Regions from separate parts of the Mustela erminea genome. Here region 2 is linked to region 1. The links are chromatin contacts, called in public Hi-C maps. All regions are on one chromosome and are shown on one strand. The core of a region is the stretch at or near the end of the contact, and the rest is flanking DNA. Distances in the headings are between cores, read along the strand shown. Region 1 overlaps MYOF (myoferlin). Region 2 holds the start of CEP55 (centrosomal protein of 55 kDa).

The links. A called contact is a pair of places that touch in the nucleus more often than the background predicts.
Region 2: a Hi-C map of fibroblasts shows a contact between it and region 1, with 4 times the contacts expected there. The contact joins the promoter of CEP55 here to the enhancer-like site in region 1. A contact is called at or near these places in 2 of 3 Hi-C or Micro-C datasets (fibroblasts and spleen).

What each region holds. Positions count from the first base shown.
Region 1 is chr14:58,696,479-58,702,490 of mMusErm1.Pri, reverse strand. It overlaps MYOF (myoferlin), which reads left to right. Exons shown (of 53, transcript XM_032314143.1): 20 at 1-77; 21 at 1,894-2,000; 22 at 4,344-4,536; 23 at 5,905-6,012. Among named protein-coding and RNA genes, the nearest start is that of MYOF, 99 kb to the left of the region's middle. Within about 2 kb of position 2,625, the one cell type or tissue checked has open chromatin away from gene starts, as enhancers often do. A contact at or near this core is called in fibroblasts, where this site is marked.
Region 2 is chr14:58,805,097-58,811,108 of mMusErm1.Pri, reverse strand. It overlaps CEP55 (centrosomal protein of 55 kDa), which reads right to left and starts at 2,630. Exons shown (of 9, transcript XM_032313417.1): 1 at 2,328-2,630.

The DNA of each region.
Region 1 (6,012 bases), core at 1,376-3,875:
CCCTGACTTCTTACTGGGAGGACATTAGTCATCGCCTGGATGCGGTAAACATTCTCCTAGCCATGGCAGAACGGTTGGTAAGTTTATCTTTCCTACATTTCCTTTCCACCAAACAGTAAATTATGTGTTAGTTTTAGGCTAGATCCCTCTAACACAAGACCTCAGGATACAATGATAAGATAAATGTTCTTTTGTACAGTTGAGGTAGGTGTTCCAAGGCTGGTACAGAGGTTCGGTGGTAATGAGGACCCAAACTCCTTCCCTGTTGTTGCTCTCCCGTCACTAAGGAGTTGTCATTGTCTGCACAGTTGAGGCAGCTCAGCGCTACACCTGCCCTCCAGCCTGAGGGAAGGGAATGGGGAAGTAGAGGACACAGGCCTTTCCCTTGAAGGGAAAGACCCAGAAGTCACATACTTGACTTCTACTCATTCTCCGTTGGCCAGAATCCAGTCACACAGCCACATCCTTCTTTGGATAGGTTGGGTTACTACTTCTTGGGTTAGCAGATGACCAGATGAAAGCCCTCTTACTGAGGAAGGAGGGAGTGGGTATTGAAGTAGGAGGACAACCCACAGTTTCTGCCACAATGAGGTGTGGCATGGAGAATGGTTCCTTCCAGTTGAAACATGTAGCCCTTAGAGCTTTACTGTTAATGGGGTAAAAATCTCCACTGTGGGAAGGGTTGGGCTCAAGGAACCAGAGCCTGACATGTTATATTCTCTTTGTAAACTAGAGGACCTTGTTTGGAGGTTGGGGGTACCTTGTGGTTAAAACTGCATAGATGCAGTATCTTTAATTTTCCATCTAGTTGACATTGATGAGAAGGGGCTCATGGTTGGGCTATGTCTTAAGTCAAAGATACTACATTACTTCTATCAGGTACTAATAAAAATCCATCTATTATTAGTGTTTTGATTTCCAGATTACATTAGTGTTAATATTTTCTAAGCTTTAACCTCTGTCAGGGTGGGACCAACATGTTTGGGGGTCCTGGAATATACCTGAACAAAGAGTCCATGGCAAAGCCTGAAAATACTGTTTTATGTTATGAAGACAATATTGAAGGAGAATTGTAGGTTTAAGTCAACTGAAGCATAACCGTTCCCATAACAAAGCTGCAGGTGATATGCAGTGTAGTTATGGTATGAACTTCCAGTCCTCTGTCTTGAGGAACTTAGTAAAGAATTGGTCACCCCTCTATTCTGATGATGTTTTGGGTGTTCTTCAGCCTTATTCATCAACATTGGCCAGGCTGTCCATAATCCATGCTCAACTGGACAAGATGGTGTTTTCCCATGATCAGGTTTATTCTAGTCTTCCTGATTCCTGCAGTTATAACTCCTTTCTCCAAGAGTGAGAAACCTCATTTGTTCATTTGGTAAATCCTAAAATCCACAGATAAACCACTGTGAAAAGCAAATCAGTTTAGAGTTTGATATGTTCATGGTTCTTTCCTTTCTTTAAACTGAGGGTGTATCATCAAAATATTATGTTCAAAAGTTATTTGGGTTAGTTTGGTGTAGTTATGCTATTCATCTGCAATAGCGGTCATTTGTTTCTGTTCTATGTTCCATGTTGGGGTTCCTTCCCCCGTCTTTATTGGTTTTATTTTATTTCCTCTTTGAATACATAAAATATTTACATGGTTTCAAAGGCCAAAGGTGTAGGAGAGATTGTCCTATTACTTGTACATGTCAGCATTGATTGCATTTTAAAGACAAGTGAATAGTGCTAAGCTATGGTGAGCATTTTTTAAATGTAAGAAATTAAATGCTCTGGTTTTTCTGTTAAGCCTTTTGTGCATTTTTTTCTTAAAGATAAACGTTCAACCTTTACTGAGTTTAACAGCATAATGCACAATGACCAATTATTTCCTCTTTCCAAATTCTCCAGCAATTGAATCTTGAGGCTCTGAAAGCAGGGATGCAAGGTAAAGTTCCTGCAAACCAGCTGGCCGAAATATGGTTGAAGCTGATTGATGAAGTTATAGAAGATACAAGGTACAGTGACCTTGTTCCTATCTCAGAATTCCCAGTCATGCTTTCCTTCCTAGAACTGTAAGACTAAAAGACCCTCTAGAATTGTTTCCATTGTTTGCCTGAAAAAAAGTCGAGGTTCTCAAAAGGCCCCAGTCACTGGGAGGAGTCTCTGAATCACCACCTGGAAAAGCTCCACTTTCGGATTCTGGGCCAGTTTTGAAGCAGCCTCCGGGAGGGGAGGCCAGGAGGCTGGAGGCCTCTTCTGGAAGCACCTCCCAGGGCAGCCCAGGCAAGTGGTGGGGAGACGGAAGGAGGGAGCAGGCCTAGGCCTGACTCCCTCCCGTCAATCCCTGTGTGCCCACTGCCAGGAACAAGGGGACTCCTGCCTCCCACAGAGAATGAGGCCTCAGGGTGGGGCATTGACTTTTGCCATTCAGAATAACAGTCCTAGTTCACAAACATGTTTTTAGAAACAGCCTTTTTACTTGCCTTTTTAACTGAGTGCCTATTGAATTGTGGCTAAGACTCCCTTCACAAAGCCAGTAGATTTGACTTGAGCCGGAAACCCTTTTAGGACTGTGACTTTGGGGAAACAGCTCAGATCCCTGGGCATTTGGAAATCAAAGGGGGAAGTGATTCATCCCAAACTCATTTTAAATATTGACTAATAGTGCAGTGGACAAGGAAGTTACAAAAGAAAAGCCTATTGAAAACTTCTCCTAAGCAGCAAAAATTAGGAATGGTTCCCCACCCCCACCCTCACCCCCAACTCGAGGCTGACACCCTCAGTCTCCCTGTCATCTTGTGCCTTCTAGTGGTTTCACTAGGTCATTGAAGCCCAGCTGAGATCAGAGCCCTGCTGGCACTTCAATTCAGAGGATTTAAAGCTGGGTCTTAAAGGTCATCTCTCCCAGTCTCCTTATTTAGGGGTGAGCAAAGAGAGGCCCAAGGAGGTGAAGTGGTGCATTTGATAACCAGAGCTAGGTTTTTCCACACAACTTGTCCCATAACATGCTTCACACAGGCAGTATCTCTTTATGGAAGGTCTCCTGTGTGACTTTGGAGCTAGCGGCTTCCATATGCATTTTGTGCCTTGAGGAATTATTCCTGGGACTTAACCTTTCCAGCCTATGACCACAATTACTAATGCAACCAAACAGAAACATTTGGTAATACCTTCATGTGGAAAATTCTGTGAATTTCAGGATTTGCTGAGCAAAACACAGAACCATCTATTGACACAGGTTTTGAACCAAATGGATGTGAACTGTTTTTGAAGGATCAAATGGAATCTTTTTAATGTGATGTAACAGGAAACTTGTGTTTAAAGGAAGTCATGCTGGGATGTCCTTCATTTAAGAAGCTAGGGGACCAAAAAAAAAAAAAAAGAAGAAGAAGAAGCAACAGCAGCTAGGGGACATTCAAATCAATGGAATTTCTAGGTAGAAACAATGTGAGTAGAACTTCCTGGAATTGGTGACAGGCTCCCCTAGAGGCCCCACCAGCTGCCGCGGTGAGAGGAAGACTCTGCAGAAGAAGGTGAATTCTGGCCCCAGCTCAGCGGTTCTAGACTTCTCATTTTAATGGGAGCTTTGCCTCCACAAGTGGTTCTTAACCTTTTGGGAAACTAATGGGCCCCTTCAAATATCTAATGAGATGGATAATGAGGAAGACAAAGCTTAATGACGAAGGCCACATCATTCAGACTTTACTCAGCAGTCGGCATTGTTCTAAGTGCTCTCCATATATGAATTCATTTATTCTCACAGCAGCCCTAACAGTTAGATGCTCTTGTCCCAGCTTTGAAGATAGGAAAACAAAGAGATTAACTGCTCAGAATCACAGAACTAGTAAATGGTGGGTCAGGATTTGTACCCAGATGGTCGGCTCCAAAGCATGGGGTCTTTGTCATACGTGGCAAGGCCTGCCAACACGGACACAGATTTTAAAATAAGTTCCAGGAGTTTGCAGACCTGCCGAGACCCCCTGCCCTCCTCCACGCACTGCCTAGAGGTGGTGTGGTCCTTGGGAACCCTTCTGCCGAATTCTCTGTGATCTGCCTTCATCTTGTGGGTTTGTACTCCGGTTGTAAGAAGCAAAAAAAAAGGAAGATGTGTTCCTCCCAAATGCTGCGGCTGTTTCCATCTTCTCTCCAGTGACTCCACGGGGTCTAGAGTTAAACCCAAGAAATTGCTTTGGAATGTTAATCCCCCCGCAATGCTCAGAATCTGTCAAGCAGGTCGGCTCTGCCAACACCACAGACACGGCTCCCAAGATGGAAGTCAAACAGAAATGGATTCGACAGCTCTGACGCGCAGAAAGCTGTTCTGCAGAATATCTGTTTCATTTCTTTTCTTTCTTTAGGTACACATTGCCTCTCCTGGAAGGAAAAGCCAATGTCACAATTCTTGACACTCAGATCCAAAAGCTGCGGTCCCGATCTCTCTCCCAGATCCACGAGGCAGCTGTGAGGATGAGGTCTGAGGCCACGGAGGTGAAGTCTACACTGGCAGAAATCGAGGACTGGCTTGAAAAATTGCTCCAACTGACTGAAGAGGTAGGACTTTTAAACTCCTCAAAGGTCACTTGGTATTTCGGAAGAGGGATTCTGTGGAATGGCACCACGGCTAGAGAAGGCGGTTGGAGAATCTAGTATCTGGGATATTGAGCAGATCTGACAAGAGCAGGCAGCTGAGGAGTTACTGGGCTGGGATGCTCATGGGTAATGGGCTGAGCATCACTGAAATGGGGACAGGAGAAGAACATTGAGTTGGGGGTCCTGGAAAGGCTTCACGGTCGATAAATCATTGTCATTATCATGATTTAAGCAGAGAATACCTCAAGTTGAGGGATAACGTCAGATCTGTGGCACAGAGGATGGACGTGCCCTCTTTGCTTGGGATTGGGAAGACCTGCTTGCAAATTCTGAATCTACCATGTGTAAACTTGGGCAGCCTCTGTAAGCTTCAGTGTCCCCATGTATAAAACGGAGACCATTGTAGTACTCCCTTCACAGCACTGTATTGTGAAGATTCAAGGAGATGATGACCGTAAAGGGCTTAGCACAGTACGCAGCACACATTAACCTCTGGGGACTGGAAATCCAAGAGCCTAGGAAACCCCTCCGACTGGGCTTCAGAGTTTCAGCTGGAGGGGGATCATCCTATAGTTGTGGATAGAAATACATGTGCCAAAACATGGATTATTAGTAATTTTTATTTTCTGCTTTCTGTGTTTTAGTACTTTCAAAGTTCCCTTATGGTGAACGTATATCCCCTTTATAATCAGAAAAAAGGAGGTTTAAAAAAAAACTAAATGAGGGGCACCTGGGTGGCTCAGTGGGTTAAAGCCTCTACCTTTGGCTCAGGTCGTGATCCCCGGGTCCTGGGATCGAGCCCTGCGTCTGGCTCTCTGCTTAGTGGGGAGCCTGCTTCCCTTCATCTCTCTCTGCCTGCCTCTCTGCCCACTTGTCTGTCAAATAAATAAATAAAATCTTAAAAAAAAAAATGAATATCTCCAATTGGGCAAACACAGGATTGTGAGCTGGGGATGCTTTGTCTATGTCCTGTGACCTGTGTGAATCCTGTAACCCTTGACCGCTGTCAAGGGCTTTCTTCAGATGGTGGGTGAGAGAAAAGGGGGTGTTTGGTCAAATACCTCTCAGCGCTGTGGAGGGCAGGGTTTGGGCGGTGAAGCTCCCCTCCGCTTCGCCCTGTTCCTTCCGGCCAGCACCGGTCGGCCTCCCAGCCCCGCAGGCTCCGGGTGGTCCCAGAAGGTAGGGGACTCCGGAATTCAGACAGATCCCCCCCCCCACAGAGTTTCTGGGCTAAGGGGAGCCCTGAGGAGCCAGTGGGCGGGGCGTCCAGTCCCTCCGCCCTCAGACTAACTCCAGCTCCGCCCCTTCTCCATCCGCCGGCGTGACCAGCCGCAGAACAGCATGCCGGATGTTATCATCTGGATGATCCGGGGAGAGAAAAGACTGGCCTATGCACGCATTCCCGCCCATCAGGTTCTCTACTCCACCAGTGGGGAG
Region 2 (6,012 bases), core at 1,381-3,880, 110 kb before region 1:
CAAAAAGTTTTTAAAATATGTCAACTTGGATGCTTATGTTTTGTGCAGGATTCTGTATGTATATCATGCTTCAGTGAGAAAGTTTTGTTTAAAAACGGGGATCAATGATTAAACCATTAAGTGGACGCTGAATGAAATAGATCACAAACACATATTTTACCCAAGAATAAAAAGCTAGTGGTAAATGATATAATTCTGAGAACATATATTCTGAGAACATAAGCACTGAATGGCATTACTTGACATAATGATATGTCCTATTTTAGAAGATAGATCTAGTTCAAATCTATGTAAATAGTCAGCTGAGAGAGTACAGTAGGGAAAAGTGAGGAGAATCCAAGATCAGGAAAAAGAGGCACAATACTCAAGAATTAAGAAGAAGAGGCCAAATTAAGTAAGAAGAAGCTTAGAATCTGCTAACAGTATTAGCTAACAGTTTAGGAGAAGTGTATATTAACTCTAGGAGCAAAATCTATAGTGAAAAATACTGTGGATATAGTAACAGTAGCTTTAATTAGGGAGATTAAAAAGCATTTGCCACCTTATGGTCCTAAGATAAAATAGTGATGATGATTGAGAAATTTAGAGGAATATGGCACCATTCATGCATTCAAAAAATGTAAGAAAATCTGATTTACCAGGCAGCATAAATCAGAAAAAGAGAGAAAGAGAGAGAGAGAGGAAGAAACAAAAGAAAAAGACATGTTCCCTTACAAAATGGAATTGTCAATCCAGTAAAGAAGGCAAGAAATAACAAAGACACAAATTCTCAAGTAGTAAAGTTTCTCGAGTTGTAAAGTTAACACTAGATAGAAAATGAAAAGTAGTGAGAAGTGTTTCCAGTAAAAATTGAGGAGACCTAGGCCTCTCTGTAAAACTGACTTTTGGGGTCATACTATATGAAATCAGAGAGCCTGAAAACACTAGAGCTGTGTAAACTAAGTTGAACAGACCATCTAGCGAAGGTTAGTACTGGATTTTTGCCCAAGGTGGCAGACTAAGATAACTAGTAAATCAATTAAGGCTAATGCAAGGCTATGGTATCTTGTTTTGTTTTGTTTTTGTTTGTTTTTAAAGATTTTTATTCACTTGACAGAGATCACAAGTAGGCAGAGAGGCAGGCAGAGAGAGAGAGAGAAGGAAGCAGGCTCCCTGCCGAGCAGAGAGCCAGCCCTATGCGGGGCTTGATCCCAGGACACTGGGATCATGACCTGAGCCAAACAAAGGCAGAGGCTTTAACCCACTGAGCCACCCAGAAGCCCCAAGGCTATGGTAGCTTGAGAACCTGCTGCCACAGGAAGTTCTTCCCGTAGGGTTCTGCTAAGAACACATTGTTGACATAGTTTAATGGGTTGATAAGACAGAAAACTATTTTTCAATCAAATCACTGAAACAGAATGTTGGAACTATATAGGTCAGTAGAACTGCAAGGAACCTATGGACATTAGTTCCTGACCTCTGGACAGAACTCTTGCAATGAAACACTCTCCTGTTTCTAGCTTCTGGACTGGACCCTGCTGGGATCTCACAGCGCCCCACCACTTAGTCCTACCAACCTCCCTTCCCTGTTTCTTCTATCCCCGGCAGGCTGATACTCACAGGGCTCACACTTCTCAAACTTTGACCCACTGTCCCTTCTTCAGGAAGCCTTCTCTCTGTATAAGCTAATATGCCATAGGACACATTGTTTACTCCCACCCTACATCCGCTTTTTAAATTTGTTCAACAGTTGTTTCAGGGGCTGAACTTTGAATTATTTTTGTCACTCACAGCACCTAACAACAGCTGCTCAATGCGTATTTATTGCTTGGCTGAAGAGATCTTAGAAATGCTGGACAGGAGGTGACCAAACAAACCGCGATCCAACAACCTCCACAAGGCATAGGCTACAGGCCACATTCTTCCCAAGCGGAGGCAAATCTTACAAAAACGGGGCGCCTGGGTGGCACAGTCGGTGGTTTCAAGCTCAGGTGGTGATCTCCGGGTGCTGCAGGGCTGCGTAAGAGTCTCTCTGCTTCTCCTTCTGCCCTCCCTCTTGTGCATCGGCTCTCCCTCTCTCGCAAAACAAATAAATCTTTTAAAAATCTTACAAAAACCCTCACACGGGAGCTGTGTGGGCAAACAGGGAGGCAAAGGAAACCTGCAAAATGAGGCACTTTTTTTCCCCCCCACCTCTAAAATGAAGATGTTTGTAGAACAGACAAGAACGTGCTTGGTAATGGGCAAATTGATGTTTTCACGAAAGACCCTAGCCAAGTCGCTTGGCCTCTCTGTGCCAAAAAAAAAAAAAAAAAAAAGGAGAGGGGGAAGAGGACGGTAGTACCCACCGCAAAGCTGTAAGGAAGGTTCAACACGCCGAAGATCGTGAGGCTCCCAACCCGGTGCCAGGCAAGCGCCAGGGAAAAGGGACATATATCAGGACGGGCAGAGATTGAGTCGAAGCCGACGCTGTCCGCCTGCTGATCCCGCCTCTCTCGCCGTCAGATCTGCCTCGAGGCTGCGGGCCCTGGTTGCCCTTGTCACCCTCGGCTGTCGCCTCCCCACCGCCAGCCGGCACCTGAGGCCAGTGCCGGCGTTCGCGTCGGCTCAGTCACACCCTGCGGCACGGGCGCCGCTTCCGGGAGTTTGAATCCCGCGGCTGCGGGGCGGGGCACGTCACTGCCGGCGGGGGCGGGGCTGGCAGGAAGGGGGGCGCGCCACAAGCGGCGGGCTCGCGGCTCCCCGATTGGCTGCGGCCTCCAAGGGGGCGGGGCCTAGAACTAGGACGCGAGGTGGGACTGGGGTGAGTCTGAGGGAGCCGGGGCAGGGGCGGGACTGAGGACTGAAGTCCTGTTCCTGGGTCCGCAGCCCTATTCTGAGGCTTTCCCTGGGCTTTTCTGAAGACTCCGACCTAAGGCTCGGTGTTCCCTTCTGAGGAGCTGGTTTGCGTTTGTCTGCTTTGGGGATGAAGCACATTACTGTGCTCAGTGAGCGAAACCCAGTAACTGAACTGCGACTAACTCGTTTTGTATCCTTGAGCATCATTTGCCCTTCTAGGTACCAGTTTTGCCCGTTATAGCATGAGAGAACTGCATTCCCTAAGGGCGGACAGCCTGTCTTCCCATTGGGCTGAACCTTTCTCCTGCCAAAAGTCAGGGGTGGAGTACTGGGGAGTGTAGCAGGGAGGAGAACTGATAAGCACCCCCAGACTGAGCTCAGAGATTAGGAGCCCTAGAGGAGAGGAGGCAGGCATTTGCTCCAGATTGCTGTAGTCTGGCCTGATGTCTGTTGGTCAAGTCTGGGTCTTGCTTAGCCTCTTTAGGGGCCTTATTGCTAAAAGGAAGAGGCACAGAGAGTGTTTGACAGAGCCTAACCTTTCTCTCTTAGACCAAGTGTAAACTCACCAGAAACTTAATAAAAGGATACAGTAGCAAAACGTCCTAGGAAAGCAGTGTCACATAGCAGTAAACACGAGATTAGAACTGCTTTTAGTTCCTGACTGCCTCTCACTGGATAGATGTGTGATTTTAAATGTTATTTAATCTCCCAGAGCCTCGGTTTCCTAATCTGTAAAACAGTGAAAATAATATCTACCCTATAGAATGGATATAAGAATTAAATGGGAGAATCTGTGTAAAGGGCTTGCCATTTAATGCTCAACTTGCCATTTAATGCTCAATAATTAGGCATTATTACACAAGAAGCAACAATCAGGGGCGCCTGGGTGGCTCAGTGGGTTAAAGCCTCTGCCTTTGGTTCAGGTCATGATCCCAGAGTCCTGGGATCGCGCCCCGCACTGGGCTCTCTGCTCAGCAGGGAGCCTGCTTCCTTCTCTCTGTCTGTCAAATAAATAAATAAAATCTTTAAAAGAAAAAAAAAAGAAGAAGAAAAAGCAACAATCACTCATGTAACTAAGTAAAATGGATGAGAAGCTGGGTAGAGAATTTTAAAGATTTTTTTTTAAAACACAAGAAGATAACGTTTGGTTCCTGCTTCCAAGGAGCTCACATTTCTGATGGAAAAGTGAATAGAATTGGGCTTTTTCACATCTGTTGTGATAAAGTATCAGATGGGATTGGGGTAGGAGGAAGTCGTGGCAAAAGACAAAGGTGGGTGTGAATGTTATGCATTGCCTACAGTTGAGAGCAAGGGCAAAATTAGTTTCCATAGAAATTTGCAATAATTCTTAGAGTGACAGAGAAAGAAATCACACTGCTCAGTTTTGAGCCAAATGGGGAGTAAAGAAGAGGGAGAGCCAGGGGTGGGGGGTTACTATGTGAAGAGGGCGGGCACCTGGCAGATCAGACCAGCAGCTGGGGCCCTGGTGCCTGGGCCTACTGAGCCAGACACCTCAATGACACTTCTGCTCCCAGGTCCCTCTCTTCTGGTGGGAGCTCCCGGTGTGACTGGGGACCCCTGAGGAACAAGAGCCCAGTAGGAAGCTCACTGGTCCTGTGGTTTGTTAAATTTTGTAATTATCATTATGAGACCTGAAAAATCAATGTTTGCTCTTTGCAGATAGGTGCTGCCAGGCATGAAGTGTGAGGAGTTGTAGTTTGCATAAGGCCTCACAAAAGTGCTAGCACTTTGATGTTGACTCTGCTTACTTGGCTTACTTGGTTTACTCGGAGGGATCCTAGGGCAAGGATTCAAAAAGAAATGAACAGCCAAGCAGACTGGATCTTTAGTTCAACAGATTAGTTCATTTTCCTCCCAGTAGGAAAATCTTCCTGAGAAACAAAAAACACTACCAAAAGCCTGCTGAATACGTTCAGCTCTCATAAAATGAAATAGTGGAGTTCTAGATGAATATGGTCAACACTTTTGAAAGATTAGGACTTCCAAAAGGATGCTGATGAGTTCCCAGGGCCTCATCAGCAGATACATCTATGTTTGCCAATAAAGCCTTCTGCAGTGATGGAAAATTTCCCTCTGCTCTGTCCAATATGCAGCGCTAACCATATATGGCTGTTGAGTGTTTGAAATGTGGCAGCTGTGATGGTGGAACTAAATTTTTAATATTACTCAATTTTAATTTAAAAACTGGTAGTTGATTCAGTTATGAAGCTTTTAAGTATGTTTGGAACAACTTGGCTATGTAAACTTTTTAAGTGTAATTTTATTAAATTGAAATACAGATGTATTTCTATTGAAAATTTTGTTTCTGAGTTGAGCTGTGTGAAATACACAGCAGATTTCAAAGACTAAGTATGAAAAAAAAGTAAATACTTCACTAGTACTTCTTTTATATTGCTACATGCTGAGATGGTAATATTATAGATATATTGGGCAAAACAAAATATACTAAAATTAATCTCGCTAGGACTCTTATTTACTTTCTTTACTGTGACTTCTAGAAAATTCAAAATAATAAATGTGGCTTTGGTTATATTCCTATTGGACAGCATCAGTATACATACAATAAATGTTCTTTAAATGCAGGAAGAGAAGGACTAAATAAACTCTTATCTCCTTCCAATCCAATTTCCCTTCAGTAGGGATTTTTCTGGAATAATGCAGATCTAATCATGGCACATATTCCCCAAGAAACACTGAAAACATTTTATTGACCCACCTTTGTTCTTGGCGTAAAATAGCAAATCCCTGATTTTTTCTGTCAGGCTTAGCAAGGCTAGGCTGACCTTCCCAGTCTGGTCTCAAACCAGCCGCTCTAGACACCTTTGATTCCTTGACCAGGCAGCATTCTTCCTGCCATAGGGATGTTCTCGAATCTTGTGCTCCCACTATTATCTCTTTTCCCTTTCAGATATCTGCTCAATCCTCACAGCCTCAGGGAATGCTTTCCTGCTTCCTAGAGCAGGGGAATTTCCTCCCTTTACACCCTACTTCTCCCTTTACACCCTACTTCTTCAAAGCATTCACTATAGTTATAATTGCACACTTCTTATGATAATTTTTAAGGAATTTTTATTTTTTTAAGATTTTATGTATTTATTTGACAGGGAGAGAGAGAAAGCACAACCAGGCTGAGGAGGAGGGAGAAGCAGACTCCCCGCTGAGCAGGGAGCCCCC